Regions from separate parts of the Ovis aries genome. Here region 2 is linked to region 1. Evidence: chromatin contacts called from public Hi-C data. All regions are on one chromosome and are shown on one strand. The core of a region is the stretch at or near the end of the contact, and the rest is flanking DNA. Distances in the headings are between cores, read along the strand shown. Region 1 overlaps LOC105615523 (a long non-coding RNA gene). Region 2 holds the start of LOC101104661 (growth-regulated protein homolog gamma).

Evidence for each region. Hi-C and Micro-C count contacts between places; a contact is called where the count stands out from the background.
Region 2: a contact with region 1 is called in a Hi-C map of liver, with 3 times the contacts expected there. The contact joins the promoter of LOC101104661 here to the enhancer-like site in region 1. A contact is called at or near these places in 7 of 16 Hi-C or Micro-C datasets (liver, mixed tissues, omental adipose tissue and 2 more).

What each region holds. Positions count from the first base shown.
Region 1 is chr6:89,759,591-89,766,809 of ARS-UI_Ramb_v3.0, reverse strand. It overlaps LOC105615523 (a long non-coding RNA gene), which reads left to right. Exons shown (of 7, transcript XR_009601075.1): 3 at 1-7,219. Among named protein-coding and RNA genes, the nearest start is that of CXCL1, 74 kb to the right of the region's middle. Within about 2 kb of position 4,384, at least 4 of the 54 cell types and tissues checked have an H3K27ac peak or open chromatin away from gene starts, as enhancers often do. A contact at or near this core is called in liver and tail adipose tissue, where this site is marked.
Region 2 is chr6:89,809,972-89,817,190 of ARS-UI_Ramb_v3.0, reverse strand. LOC101104661 (growth-regulated protein homolog gamma) reads right to left here and starts at 4,475. Exons shown (of 4, transcript XM_012180145.4): 1 at 4,318-4,475; 2 at 4,103-4,226; 3 at 3,910-3,993; 4 at 2,454-3,048. The coding sequence starts at 4,405. The coding sequence ends at 3,042. LOC105615523 (a long non-coding RNA gene) reads left to right here and starts at 3,113. Exons shown (of 7, transcript XR_009601075.1): 1 at 3,113-3,328.

The sequences.
Region 1 (7,219 bases), core at 3,135-5,634:
AGAGGATTTATACACTTGAATCTTTTAGTTTGGGAATTTTGTCTTAAGTCCTTATAAGGAGTTATTTGAAAAAATCCTTAGAATTTAGATACTTGTTCCCAGGCTGACTTCAGACTATCCGTAAACCAATGACTACACTTACCAAGCACTACACTTCTTAGGCTTTTAGCAGAAGGGGAGAAGAAATAGAATTGATGATGAGATTATCAGTCAGCTAAGGAAATGAAATTTGCACATATGAAGAAAAAAATAACCCTCTGATTCTATGATCCTGGGCATAAAATTTACTAGCTCTTATTGTGTATCTAGTTTGTGCCATATTGTTGTTTTTCAGTCACAAAATAATGTCTGATTCTCTACTACCCAGTGAACTGCAGCATGCCAGGCTTCCCTGTCCTTCACTATTTCTCTGAGTTTGCTCATCACAAACTCATGTCCATTGAGTTAGTGGTGCCATCCAATCATCTTTTCCTCTGTCAGCCTCTTCTCCTCTTGCCCTCAATCTTTTTCAGTTTCAGGGTCTTTTCCAGTCAATCAGCTGTTTGAATCAGGTAGCCAAAGTTTTGGAGCTTCAGCTTCAGTCCTTACAATGAATATTCAGGGTTGATACACTTTAGGATTGACTGGTTTGATCTTATTAACTGTCCATAATAATTCCATAAAATGGATGAAATCTCTATGAGAAAACTGAGGCTCTAAGAGGTTTAATATCTTGTAGAATTTATCTAAGTAGCAACAGGACAATAAAGCCAGGTGGATGCTCAAATGAAAGATAACCTGGTTGGATCTAGTCAGGATGTTTAGTTCCAACTACTATGCTCTGTTACCATTCTATCTTCAGGATACCTGGACTAAATTATAATATGTTTTACAGATCATAAGGTATAATGTAGACATTATAAGGTTTGGATTAGCCAGGGTATTGATTGTGTTAGAAGTTCTAATTATCTTGGATACATTGCGCTTGAAGAGTTTGTTTTCACCTTTGCTGATTCTTGCTGTTGTTTGTTTCAAGACAGCTTTGTGAAATTACATCTATAGTTAACTGAGGTTTGAAAATATAACCATGTGACTTCTGCTAACAACAGGGCTTCAAACAAATGGCTTCTTCTTCCTTAGGTCCAGTTTCTCTTAATTTTGAATCTACAGTGCATCCAAAGCTAGCCATACTGTCCAATTGGAGTGATTATTAGCATTAGGAGAAGGTCTGATTATTATCCATTTTCTCCCACATAAAAGACTGGCTTGACAAGTGAGTTGGCAGTAGACAATAAGAGGAATATCTATTTTAATAATTGCTTTCAGAAGCCAAAATGCTTTTCTTCATAAAAGCTTTCCATATCCTGATGAGAAATGAACTTTTTTCAAGGGTTATAAGAATGAATAAAGTCATACTGTGAGGAAATAAGGCACACAACTATGGGCTTGAAACATAAATCTGTAGACTTCTTTTTCCACCGATGGAATAGGTAGTAGATGGACTCCTAAAGATAATTTTCAAGGCTGTATTAAATATTATTTTAAACCACCTTTGAGTCTGTCAATAAACTGCTAAAAACACAAGGCAAACAAGCAAAAGAATGAGTAGAAGTTGGAATGCTCTTTGTGTGTTATGTACTTTTGTCTAATTATCATTGTTCTCTATCTTGTCTGCATATGTGCAATCCTCATAGTAACTCAAAATAGGTGGTATCATTTTTAAATTTAACAGATGAGGGAACCAGGGCACAAAGAAGTTAAGTGATATGCTTGTGGTTACATAGCTAGGAGGCTCAAGGCTGGATAAAAATTTAGGTATTCTTATATGTCTACAGACTTACAGGCACATTAGAGTTGATGAGAGTAGTCTGGTGCAATAGTTAGGAGAAAGATTGAAAACTCTGAATAAAGGTGGAGCAGATTGAAAATTGTTCCTATTAAGACCTAGTAAAGTCAGAGATTGCCGGGAGAAATATCAATAACCCTGAGGTTATTGCAGGTTATGCAGATGACACCACTCTTATGGCAGAAAGTGAAGAGGAAATCAAAGCCTCTTGATGAAAGTGAAAGAGGAGAGTGAAAAAGTTGGCTCAAAGCTCAACATTCAGAAAATGAAGATCATGGCATCTGGTCCCATCACTTCATGGCAAATAGATGGGGAAACAGTGGAAACAGTGTCAGACTTTATTTTTTTGGGCTCCAAAATCACTGCAGATGGTGACTGCAGCCATGAAATTAAAAGATGCTTACTCCATGGAAAACAAGTAATGAGCAACCTAGATAGCATATTCAAAAGCAGAGACATTACTTTGCCAATAAAGGTCCATCTAGTCAAGGCTATGGTTTTTCCAGCGGTCATGTATGGATGTGAGACTTGCACTGTGAAGAAAGCTGAGCAGCAAAGAATTGATGCTTTTGAACTGTGGTGTTGGAGAAGACTCCTGAGAGTCCCCTGGACTGCAAGGAGATCCAACCAGTCCATTCTGAAGGAGATCAACCCTGGGATTTCTTTGGACTGATTTTGAAGCTGAAACTGCAGTACTTTGGCCACCTCATGCGAAGAGTTGACTCATTGGAAAAGACTCTGATGCTGGGAGGGATTGGGGGCAGGAGGAGAAGGGGATGACAGAGGATGAGATGGCTGGAAGGCATCACTGACTCGATGGATGTGAGTCTGGGTGAACTCCAGGAGTTCGTGATGGACAGGGAGGCCTGGTGTGCTGCGATTCATGGGGTCGCAAAGAGTCAGACATGACTGAGCGACTGAACTCAACTGAACTGAAAGTCAGAGATAATTTAGGTGCATCTGAAATATGTCACCAACATCAATTTAAAACATGATAAAAATTTCATTTTTCCACAATGAGTTTTTAGCTTATTCAATTAATTAAAGCAAGAAGAAAAAGACCATCTATTATAAAATGTGGGAGAATAAATTTAAATGAGAAGATGCTAATGCTTTCTGCCTAACAGAGATGCAAATTGAACCACAATGAGGTACTAAGAAACAATATATCAAACAACTCTGAGCATTAGTATACGGAAAAAGGTGAACACATACATTGCCCAAAGAGAAATGTAAATTCATATAACCACTCTGCAGATGATTAAGTAGCTTTCTAAATTACTTTCTACCAGCAACAGATCATCTGGATACATAGACAAGATATACTTGACAGAGAATAAGGGGTACTGGGCTTCATGGGAACTGTCTAAGATGGTAAGAAGTTGGCATCTATGAATGCTTACTTTCAAAGCACTTTTAAAAAGATTGTATTATCCTGAATCTAGAAGCTGGAATTTGCAACTGTGTGATAATGTACATGTTATAACTTTTGAGGTCCCCAAAACAAGGTGTAGTATTGAGAAGATAAAATTCCTTGAATAATCTATAGAATTAAAGAAAGGAATCTGGTGACCCTGGTCATACAGATCTAAAATTTATAGTAGAAGAAGGCACATTGACAAGACTATTTTTACTCTCTTTAAAGTACAGGTATATTAGTGCCACAGCATGCTAATGAAAACTATCTCAATACAAGGGAAAGATGGGGAAAAAATAAAGCATACTCCTTTTCTCTCCTGGGCGTCATTATAGAAACCCCCATGATTTGGATCTAAAAAGCTTTTATATAGGAGAAGCTCAAGTAATCAGCAAATAGAAAGATAAAATAGAGGGGAAGATTTGTGCTGGGGTTTAGGTATACTCTGTAGATGAAAAGTACACTAGATATATGAAAGGGAAGCAAGTAATGGTAACATTGAGTAACTGAAGTATATTAAACAATTTTGGATAATTATTTTTGGTAGAGACCAATGGTCTAAGAACCTCTATTAAAGAAAAGTTGACCAACACAATTACTTTGAAATCTCCTCATATATACATTTTGAGTTATAGTGAAAAAGAGTCCCAGGAAAAACTTGACTGACAGAGGGTTTCTGTACTTTTATTGGTCAACAAAAGTTGGCTGTTAAGTATTTATTTTCCAAACCCTGTTATGAACTCTTTAGCTTGTTGTGAAGCCCTGGTTTCAGAGTGAGATTATGAGATGGTAATACTAGGTACCAAAACCTATTGAAAGGAAGGAAAAAACCACATTTTCCTCCTCAAAAAGATTTTTAATGAACTTTAATAGATGCTTCTGGGCTGATCTGAGTACTCCCAATAGGATTTAATACCTAAGAAGATAATCTGTGTTGAAACTCACCCGGAAGAACTAGTGTAACTGGCAATGGGTGGCAGCCGAAGAAGAAGGTGCCTCTCTTTTCAGATGCAGCACCAGAAACAAACACTTTCATTAGAGCAATCATTTTTTTTTTTTAGTTCAGGGGATCAGTGGTGTGATCTGTGGTGTTCCTATCCAGTGAGGAATAGTTATGTTGCCTTTGCCAGCTTCATTCTATTGTGAAATTCAGTTGCCTTTTTATTCCAACTGAGTCCTCTGGGCCAGACTTTCTGGCGCCTGAGGAAATTCTTTGAGATAACCAATTTCTATCTCTCTTTGCAACTTTAATGAAGCGTACTTTTCCTACAAAAACTGTACATATTTAAAATGAACAACTTTATGGTCTTTGGTATACATATATGTTTATGAAATCATCACCAGATTGTTCCATCATCAAAAACATCCATCTTAGTAAGTAAAATATCCATCACCCTCAAAAGTTTCCTCATTCCTCATCTGTCCCTCTAACCTTACCTCTCAAGTCCTGAGGAAAACACTAGTCTGCTCAGAGACTCCTAAGAAGAGTGGTCCCTACGGATTAAGGTGAAGCTGCAAGATCTAGTTCAAAGGTCATGCCATATCACTTGTGTCATATCCTATTTGTCAAGGAAGTCACTGATGCCAACTCAGATTCAGAGGAGGGTAATTAGATTCTACCTCTCAATGGAAGAAGTCGCAAAAAAATTCTTAGCCACCTTTAAATTACTGCAACAGTACTGAAAACCACTACAATAGCCTAACCTATTTTAGTGTTAGAGTTACCAAAGTACAAAGTTTTGATGTGACATCAACTTTGAATAAACATAATTAACTCTAAAATCCCAAATGGGATGCTCAGGACTGAAAACTTTGAGTCAAAACCTTTGTTAGATACCTGCCACGTTGTTTGGGCCTCTCAATAAAAATAATTACCTTTCACTGTCTTCTTAAAACTTCCAAGGAGAAAGTCTTCCAGTTTTTATCCACTTCTTATGCAGGCTAGAAAAAGGAAAAACATAATCTTCAAGGTGCATGGGAAACATTCACTGACCCCGTTTTTAAAAGGGATGTGATCATTGCAGATCCTCTGCGTTATGTGGATTCTGCCATCTTTCAGTCTCAGAATTTCATGTTGCAAACCTGTTTAGGATATTACCAAGAAAGAAGAACTACACTTCAAAACATCCTGAAAAGATTTAGAGCATTAGAGAAAGTGTGGTCACGGATTGACTTTTCAGGAAGCAGATATTCATGAAAAAGTTCTCGATATCTATTGAACAACAAGTGCCTGCAGTTAACTCTACTGTACTGTACGCTTAAGCATGGTTAAGGGAGTAAAACTGATGTCATGTGCTTTTCATCACAGTTTAAAAAAACAGGAGGCAAATTCCAAGATGATCTTGGAGTCTAAGACATACATTAAGGATCAGAACCTAAGAAAAAAGGGGGAGGGAGCAGAATTGGACAGAAGAAAACAGTTGAATTGTTCTGCAAGCCCTACATAGACTTAGCCCAGAGAACAAGCCCCAGGGCAAATAATGTCACCCCACCTGAAGCTGAGATGACCCACCTTTACACTCTCACCGAGCCACAGAATGCAGGCTGACCCAGGAAGGCCATGATCTTGCTCAAAGCGGCTCCCTGCCCCCAGACAGGAAAGTTCTTCCATGAAGTGGGGATTGGGTTATGGAACCCCATGTCTACACCAACACTGGACACACGAAATTCAAACAACAAAGGGAGCCGTTTCTAAAGTAGCGTTTCTATTTTTAAGGATGTTGTCTGTGATCCCTGAAGGAAAAATACAGGATGCATAATTCAGTGAAAATTCCAGCACACTGTAAATAGAATTCAAGAGTATTTAACACTAATTTTAGCTTGAAAAATGTGTGTTCCTCAGTTCCACACACACACACACACACACACACACGCACAAATTATCTTTTAACATGACTGAAAGGTCAAAAATAGATCATAGGGGAATAAGTACCAGGCATGTCATTATTTATGCTTTGTAATTTCTATACTGTTGAGTTTGTTCATAATATTATCAGTTCTTTGGTTTTCTTCCAGGATTATTGCCTTTTTATGTTATTTTGTCCATTTAGAAATACAGAGTCTCTAATCCAAAATATGCTAGTAACATACAATTTGAAGCTTTAAAATGTTCCTAAACGGTGATACATTGATTTACTTCATGTCATTTTTCACTTGCACATAGAACAGCTTTTTTCATATCTTCAACCAGAATATTTTGAGGCTTCTTAAGACCTCACTTGCTCTCTGCAGGGACTTAGATAAATTATTTATTTCTTCTAAACCTTGGCTGCCTCATCTGTAAAGTGGTGATATGATGGCATTGACTTCATAGGATTCTTGTGAGCATAAAATGATTTACTATATTAATATATAGATGTTTATGGCAGTGGCTGGGACATAGAAACAAGTCAACTTAGTATAACACTGACAATCATGCTTTCACTAGTAAACATTAGCCATTACCATATGGAACCCCTTTGCAAAATATATTTGTTGAAAGGTAACAATTTAGTAATTGAAATAAAATTTCTGACCCCAGGTTTCAGCCTCCAGGACTTTTCTAAATCCGTCACAAGGTGGCCCCAAATCCATATCTCTTCAAGGCTCTGTATTCATGGAAAATGATTCAAACAGTACGAATTTACTACAGCAAACGTTTATGGTAATAATAACAATTGAAAGTGTAGGTGGTCTCCTTAATAATCAACTGCCCCCTGGTTGGAACAAGATAGAAAAACAAGCCTCATATGTTTGAAATGGTCAAGAAGGCTGTTAAATGTGTCTATATATTTTTCTTCAAGGCTAGTCTCAATAAAAGTGGTTAATGAATTATACTTGACATTGAACACTTCAAATAGTGTATGGCCTAGCCTGCCTGGATGAGAAAAATCTCTAATCTTTACTTTTTTCCTCTTTTATAAGTTGGTTAGTTAGCAATTATTTATTTTTTGGTTTTTACCAAAAATACTTGCAAAGCAGTTTCAGAACCCTTTCCT
Region 2 (7,219 bases), core at 3,226-5,725, 50 kb before region 1:
AAGTTCGCTAAGTATTTTTGTCCCTTGTAAAATTGCCACTTTTTAATTTTAAATCAGCCTTCTTTATATCTCAAGTCTTAATGTATTATTTGGTTGTAACTAATATATCAATCAGGGACTTCCCAGGTGGTGCTAGTGGTACAGGACCCACCTGCCAATGCAGAAGAAGTAAGAGATGCAAGTTCAATCCCTGGGTCAGAAAGATCCCCTGGAGGAGGGCCTGGCAACCCACTTCAGTATTCTTGCCTGGAGAATCCCAGAGGAGCCTGGCGGGCTAAAGTCCGTAGGCTCACAAGGAGTTGCAAAGAGATGACAGAAGTCACTTAGCATGCATGCACAATATATCAACCATTAACAAGTATATCAATAATTTATACTAATAATAAATTAATAAGTAATTAATACATCAATATATCCATGCCAGGTTTCTTTCAATTGTTTTTTGCATGATATCATGTTTTAATTCTTTTCATTTCAAATGATCTAGGTCCTAATGTTTAAAGTGTGCCTTTTTTAAGCAACATTAATTCTTTTTGTCTTAATTACACAGCCTAATGGTCTTTGACTTTTGAGTTTTCATCCCATTTCAATATACTATAATTTCTAATATATTTGGATTTAATGTCTTATCTTTTGAAAAATGGACTTTCAATTTGGAATAATTTTCAAAGTTAATTAACTTACCTTTTTTTTTTTTTTTTTTTTGGCTGAGCTGGGTCTTCATTTCTGCTCAGTCTTTTCTCTGGTTGCAGGGAGCGGGGTTACTCTCTAGTCACAGTGCATGGGCTTTTCTTTGCAGTGGCTTCTCTTGTTTCAGAGCACAGACCCTATGCTGAGTGGGTTTCAGGAGCTGCAGCATGGAGTTTGTCGTTGTGGCTCCCAGGCTGGAGAACACAGGCTCCGTAATTGTTGCACATGGGTTTACTTGCTCTGTGGCATGTGGGATCTTCTTGGACCAGGGATCAAAACCACGTCTCCTGTATTGGCAAACATGTTCTTTACCACTGAGCCACCAGGAAAGCCCCAGAATAATTTTAGATTTACTAAACACTTGTATAACACAGCACAAGGAGTTCCTGTGGACCTTGGCCCAGTATCTCCTCTTGTTGATATCCTACATATTTATAATCACTTGTCAAAACTAAGAAATTAGCATTGGCACATTGCTGTTAACTAAACTCCAGCCTCCATTTGGGTCTCACCACTTTCCATTAATGTCTTTTTTCTATTCCTGGATCCAATCCAGCATACCACATGGCATTAAATCATGTGTCTTTTGTCTCCTTAGAGCTGTGACAGATTCTCAGTTTTGTCTTTCATGAATTTGACAGTTTTAAAGCATGCTCATGAGTTATTTTGTAGAATGTTCCTCCATGTGGATTTTTAGGATGATTTTCTGATGATTACACTGGGATTATTGATTTGGGGTAAGAATATCATGAAGATGAAGTGTCCTTCTTATCACATTATATGAGTACATGATGCTCACATGATATCAAGTGATATCAAGTAGTGATAATAACCTTAATCACTTGGTTAAGTGACAGATTCTCTACTGTAAGTTTATTGTTTTTCCTTTTTCCTTACCTCTTTTTTGGAAGTAAGTCACTAAGTCCAGCCCAAACTCAGGTGTGTGTGAGAGGGTTGGAATTAAACCCCACCTTCAAGAGGCTCTACTTATATTATTAGAAATCCTTCCGAAAGGAAGCCATTTCTCCCTGTGCCATCTGTTGTTTTGTCTCTTTATTCTTTAATTTTTGTCTACTTATGTATTATACAGGTATTTTCTTTTATTCCATTTTCTCCCCTTTTTAAATTTTTAAATCTAAAATTTAGCATTTTCTTTTTATTGGTCATCCTAAAAGTTACTATGTTCTTGCCACATTGCAATTTTCTTTAAAGCTTTCTCTAACAATGTATTATATTTTATGATACATTGTATTATAAATCTATTTATCTCCCTATCATTTGTGTTACTTTTGTCATATATTTTACTGTACAGTATGTACTTATTTCTACTGACCATTATTATTGTCATTTTAAACAACACAAACTGCTCCTGTTCTTAGGAATAATCTACTTTTCTATCTTTTTCTCCCAGCTTCATTAAAAGGAAAAGAATGGCATAGCTGTTTGAAAACCATTAATCAAAACAATTTAATAGGAGCCCTTATTAAAATATTAATAAAAATTCAACAGTTTATAAAGAACTAATTTTGAATAACAAATTGGTCAGTGTGAAAAAAATAGGGATTTTTAAAAATAAAACTAGAATTCTCAAAGTGGTTGAGGAGGGTAGTATATCAAATATTCCTTCTCAAGTTAGAGAAAAATAAGGGAATAGTAGCAAGGAGTTGGCATAAAGTTAGGTACAATCTAAGCCTAAGTGTATAATACCTTGAGCACCCAGTAGGAACTAAAGATCAAGAAGAATAAAACAAAACTTAATCATGTTATTTTTTTTGCAAAACTTTTATTTTCATGCCATTTAAAAAATGTAACAGTAGTTTTAACTTCTTTGTTCCAAAACAAAGAGAAACACCACATAGTAAACGTTAAACGAGGCATTATGCCTTACAAGCAAGACATAAAATGTCCAAGGGAAATTTCAACATTAAAATGTTGATCACATAATATGAAATCATTTCAATAAATAACAACTGACATTCTTTAAAAAAAAGTACAGAAATAGAAATGCACATACTTTCCCTGATTCTAGTAGTGATTTCACTGATTATAAGAACTTCCCTCTCCCACTCATCGACTCCGCCTCTCTCTCAGAGCCTAGCACTTTATGGTCTTCCAATAAATATCAGTTGAATAAAACATTTAAAACTCATCATCTTCATATTAAATAACAATCAGGACTGGGTTATGTTTGATTAACATAATCACATCTTTAAACACTAACATGTAAAAGACTAAAATACCAGCTTTGAAAAATAAATACATATATAAATAAATAGAACTCATATAAAATAGTCCAGCACATCACGTCCTTTCTAGTTGTCCCTGGAAACCAGCCGTTCTCGTCTTCATTTTCAGTTCCTGTAAGAGCAGAGACCACTTTTCAGGAACTGTCACCAGTGAATTTCTTACTTCCCTCTAGGTCAGTTGGTGCTGCCCCTACAATGAGAAAAGGGTTAGGGTTACAGGTGCTGAGGAAAGCTATTCTTCTTGTACAGGCCCCAAGGCTGGAGGGACTTCTGCATGGAGACCCTGGCCCAGCTTTGCACTCAGAAAAGGTTTCTGCTAAAAAAGATTTTAAAACTTTCACAGGCATCCTAGAACTCAGGGAGCTTTCACTGCAAAGTCCTGCTCTTCACTGGTAAGTTTCTGAGGTCCTGGTTGCCGGAAACCCGGGTCTCCATTTTTCAGGTAGAAACCATTGAGGAATGGAGGTAAACAACATCTGTTCTTTAATGGGTTGGAAGCATTTTACCATTTCTGGTTAAATTTACTTAGTCTTTTAAAATCGCTCAGTTGTGTCTGATTCTTTGTGACTCTATGGACTGTAGGCTACCAGGCTCCTCTGTCCATGGAATTCTCTAGTCAAGAAGATTGGAGTGGGTAGCCATTCCCTTCTCCAGGGGATCTTCCTGACCCAAGGGTTGAACCTGGGTCGCCTGCATTGCAAGTGAATTCTTTACCTTCTGAGCCACCAGGAGAGCCCTACTTAATCTTTTAGGAACATACAGGTTCATTTGAATGGGGATGGAGAGGAGGGTCAGGACAGAGGGAGCTGGAAACAGCCTTCGGACACTAGAGCAGATCAAATTTAATGGGAAATAATGGTTTTTAGTCCTACAACTAAACTGTGGGTTTATCAAATACTATTTTCAGGAAGTAGATGCCAGTATTTGAGGGCAATGGCTCTAGTTGCAAGTAGGAATAAAATCCATGACTTACTTGTTTAGCATCTTATTGATGATTTTCTTAACCATGGGAGCTTCAGGGTTGAGACAAGCTTCCTGACCATTCTTAAGAGTGGCTCTGCAGAGAGAAGGGAGAATCCACGTGAGGCAGGAGGTCGGGCTGTAAGTCTAGGTTGGGGCATCCGGACTGCCGGGGTGATAAGAACAACAACAATGGCTCTACTTACATGACTTCGGTTTGGCCGCAGTGGGGGCCCGGGGGCGTCACCTTGACGCTCTGGATGTTCTTGAGGTGAATCCCCTGCAAAGTCTGCAGGCAATGGCAGCGCAGTTCATTGACCACGGGCGCCCCTGCGGGAAGGACAGAGTGGGTTAGGGGCTGCCCCCATGGGTACCCGCCCGTCCCCGTCCCGCCCAGTGGATCCCGGGCTCCGGTTCTCACCTGCTGCGCGCCGGCCGGCGGCCACCAGGAGCAGGAGCAGCATCGCGGCGCGGAGGAGGCGGGGAGCGGCGGTCGCGGCTCGGGCCATGGGTCTCAGCTCGGAGGGTCTGTGTCTGCGGCGGGAAGGCTGGCGGGAGCGCTGGCTGAGCGGGCTCTGTGGCTCTCGGAGCCTAGCGAACCCCTTTTATCCATGGTTGGGGCGGGAGTTGGCAGCCCCGGGCCCGGGAAATTCCCGGACGCGCGGGTCATTCCCGGGTCCGGAAGGAAGGCTTGGCCCCGCCTGCCTCCCGGGGAGTCCACGCACGCGGGGTGTCCTCTTTGTGCCCAAATCCCCACGTGGGGAATGAGTGGCCGCCAGGCTGGGGCTACCTAAGGTCGAGAGGGGTGCCGTGGGCGCCCGGACACCCCTGGTTGTCAGCGGACGTTGTCAGACTAGTATAGGGACTGCACCACAGTTTAGGGGGGAGTTAATTTCTTTCAAAGACACTTCCATTTTGGAGATTGAACGAGTTGAGGCTAGAATGGCAGCCTTTGTTTGTTTGTTTTGTCTATCTTTCCTTTTTCTTTAATTTGCATTTTGTAGACTTTATGAATCCCTGACATAAATGCACTTTTTAAAATAACATATCATCTCAGTTTATATGTAAGAACCTTTGTCTAATACCTGATGTTCTAGGATCAAAAATAAATCACACTAGTGCCATTGTTTTGTTTTGTTTTGTTTGAGATATGAACTGGGGGCGAGGGCCAGGGACCTGACTATTAAATGGGTTGATTCCCTGTTTATTTTAGGATACTGTGTTGTAATCTGTTATCTGTCCTCTCTTCGAAATTCTGGAACTTAGTGATTCCAAGAGCACCACTTTTTGTTACACAGAAGGCTGTGTTTTCACTCACCGCAGATATAAGGTATTATAAAGGGCCAAGTTGGGCTCAGGAGGTCCCTTCACCTTTCCTAGGCCTGTCTGTGGGCAGAAAAGATCTTAAGATCAGAAAGTGAGTGCCTAAGATTCCTGACTTTAAACAGCAGATATGGCTTTGGACACAAATACTAGATTACTAATACATTTCACTCCATGTTATTTGAATTTGCCTATTTCTTTGAACTAATTCCTCCTGGGAATCAACTATCAATGTACTTACATTTCAAATTCTATGTAACTGAGGCCTTCTCACTTGCAGCATCAGTTTCAATATCCCTTTTTAGATTAAACTGTAGTTGGTCTAAGTTGACCCTCCAGAGTAGGTAAGGACTTTGGGGATGTGTGTGATGTTCTGTGGATGCTGTGAGAAGGATTGGGGAGTGGAGGAAGAGGGTCTGCCTCAGGAACAGAGGGATTTTGTCAATCAGGCTGTCAAGGCTGAAATCTCAACTGTACATTTACCTGCCACCATGGGATCATGGGCAGTTTATTTAATCTGTCCCTGTTCTTGCTCTTCCTCTGTTAAAGCGAGCTAATGATAGTGTCTACCTCACAGAATTGTTATGAATATGAAATGTGTTAACATTTCTAGAAGAGTGTGTGCTCAGTAGTATCCAAAGGGTAGCACATATTAAGTGCTATATAAATATTTGCTAAATAAAATAGAAATGTTTACAGCCTTACTGTTATGCATTAAATGTTAGTGCCCTCCAAAAATTCCTATGTTGAAGCCCTATACCTCACTGAGATGGTATATGACTGTGGAGACTTTTGGTGATTAGGTTTATTTGAGGTCATCAGGATGGGGTCATCACAGTAGGATTAGTGCCTTTATAGCAAAAGGTCGTCTCTCTTAGTGATGTGAGAATAAAGCAAGGTGATTTCACCACCTGCAAACCAGAAGAAGATTCTCACCAGATATCAAATCTGCAGACACTTTGATCTTGCTTCCCAGTCTCCAGAAATGTGAGAAATTTGTTGTTATTCAGTCCCTAAGTTGTGGCTGACTCTTTGCGACCCCATGGACTGCAGCATGCCAGGCTTTCCTGTCCTTCACTATATCCTGGAGTTTGCTCAAACTTCTGTCCATTGAATCAATGCTGCTATCGAACCATCTCATCCTCTGTCGTCCCCTTCTCCTCCTGCCTTCAATCTTTCCCAGCATCAGGATCTTTCCCAATGAGTTAGCTCTTTCTATCAGGTGGCCAAAGTATTGGAGCTTCAGCTTCGGCATTAGTCCTTCCAATGAACACTCAGGACTGATCTCCCTTAGGATGGACTGGTTGGATCTCCTTGCAGTCCAAGGGACTCTCAAGAGTCTTTTTCAGCACCACAATTTCAAAGTATCAATTCTTCAGTGCTCAGTCTTTGCTTATGGTCTGACTCTCTCATCTGTACATGACTCCTGGAAAAATCATAGCTTTGACTGTACGGACCTTTGTCGGCAAAGTGATGTCTCTGCTTTTTAATATGCTGTCTAGATTTGTCATAGCTTTTCTTCCAAGGAGCAAGTGTCTTTTAACTTCATGGTTGCAGTCACCATCCACAGTACTTTTGGAGCCCAGGAAAATAAAGCCTGCTATTGTTTCCATTTTTTTTCCCATTTATTTGACATAAGTTGATGGGACTGGATGCCATGATGTTAGTTTTTTGAATGTTGAGTTTTAAAGCAGCTTTTTCACTCTCCTCTTTTACCTTCATCAAGAGGTTCATGTTTGTTATTTAAGCCTAGTCAACCCAGGAGAAGGGAAAGGATACCCACTTCAGTATTCTGGCCTGGAGAATTCAGTCCATGGACTATACAGTCCATGGGGTCACAATGAGTCAGACACGACTGAGTGACTTTCACTCACTCGGTGTATGACATTTTGTTATAGCAGCCTGACCTGATTAAGTTACTTGCATAAATACAACATGGTGATCCATCCCAGTATTCTTGCCTGGAGAATCCCATGGACAGAAGAGCCTGGTGGGCTACA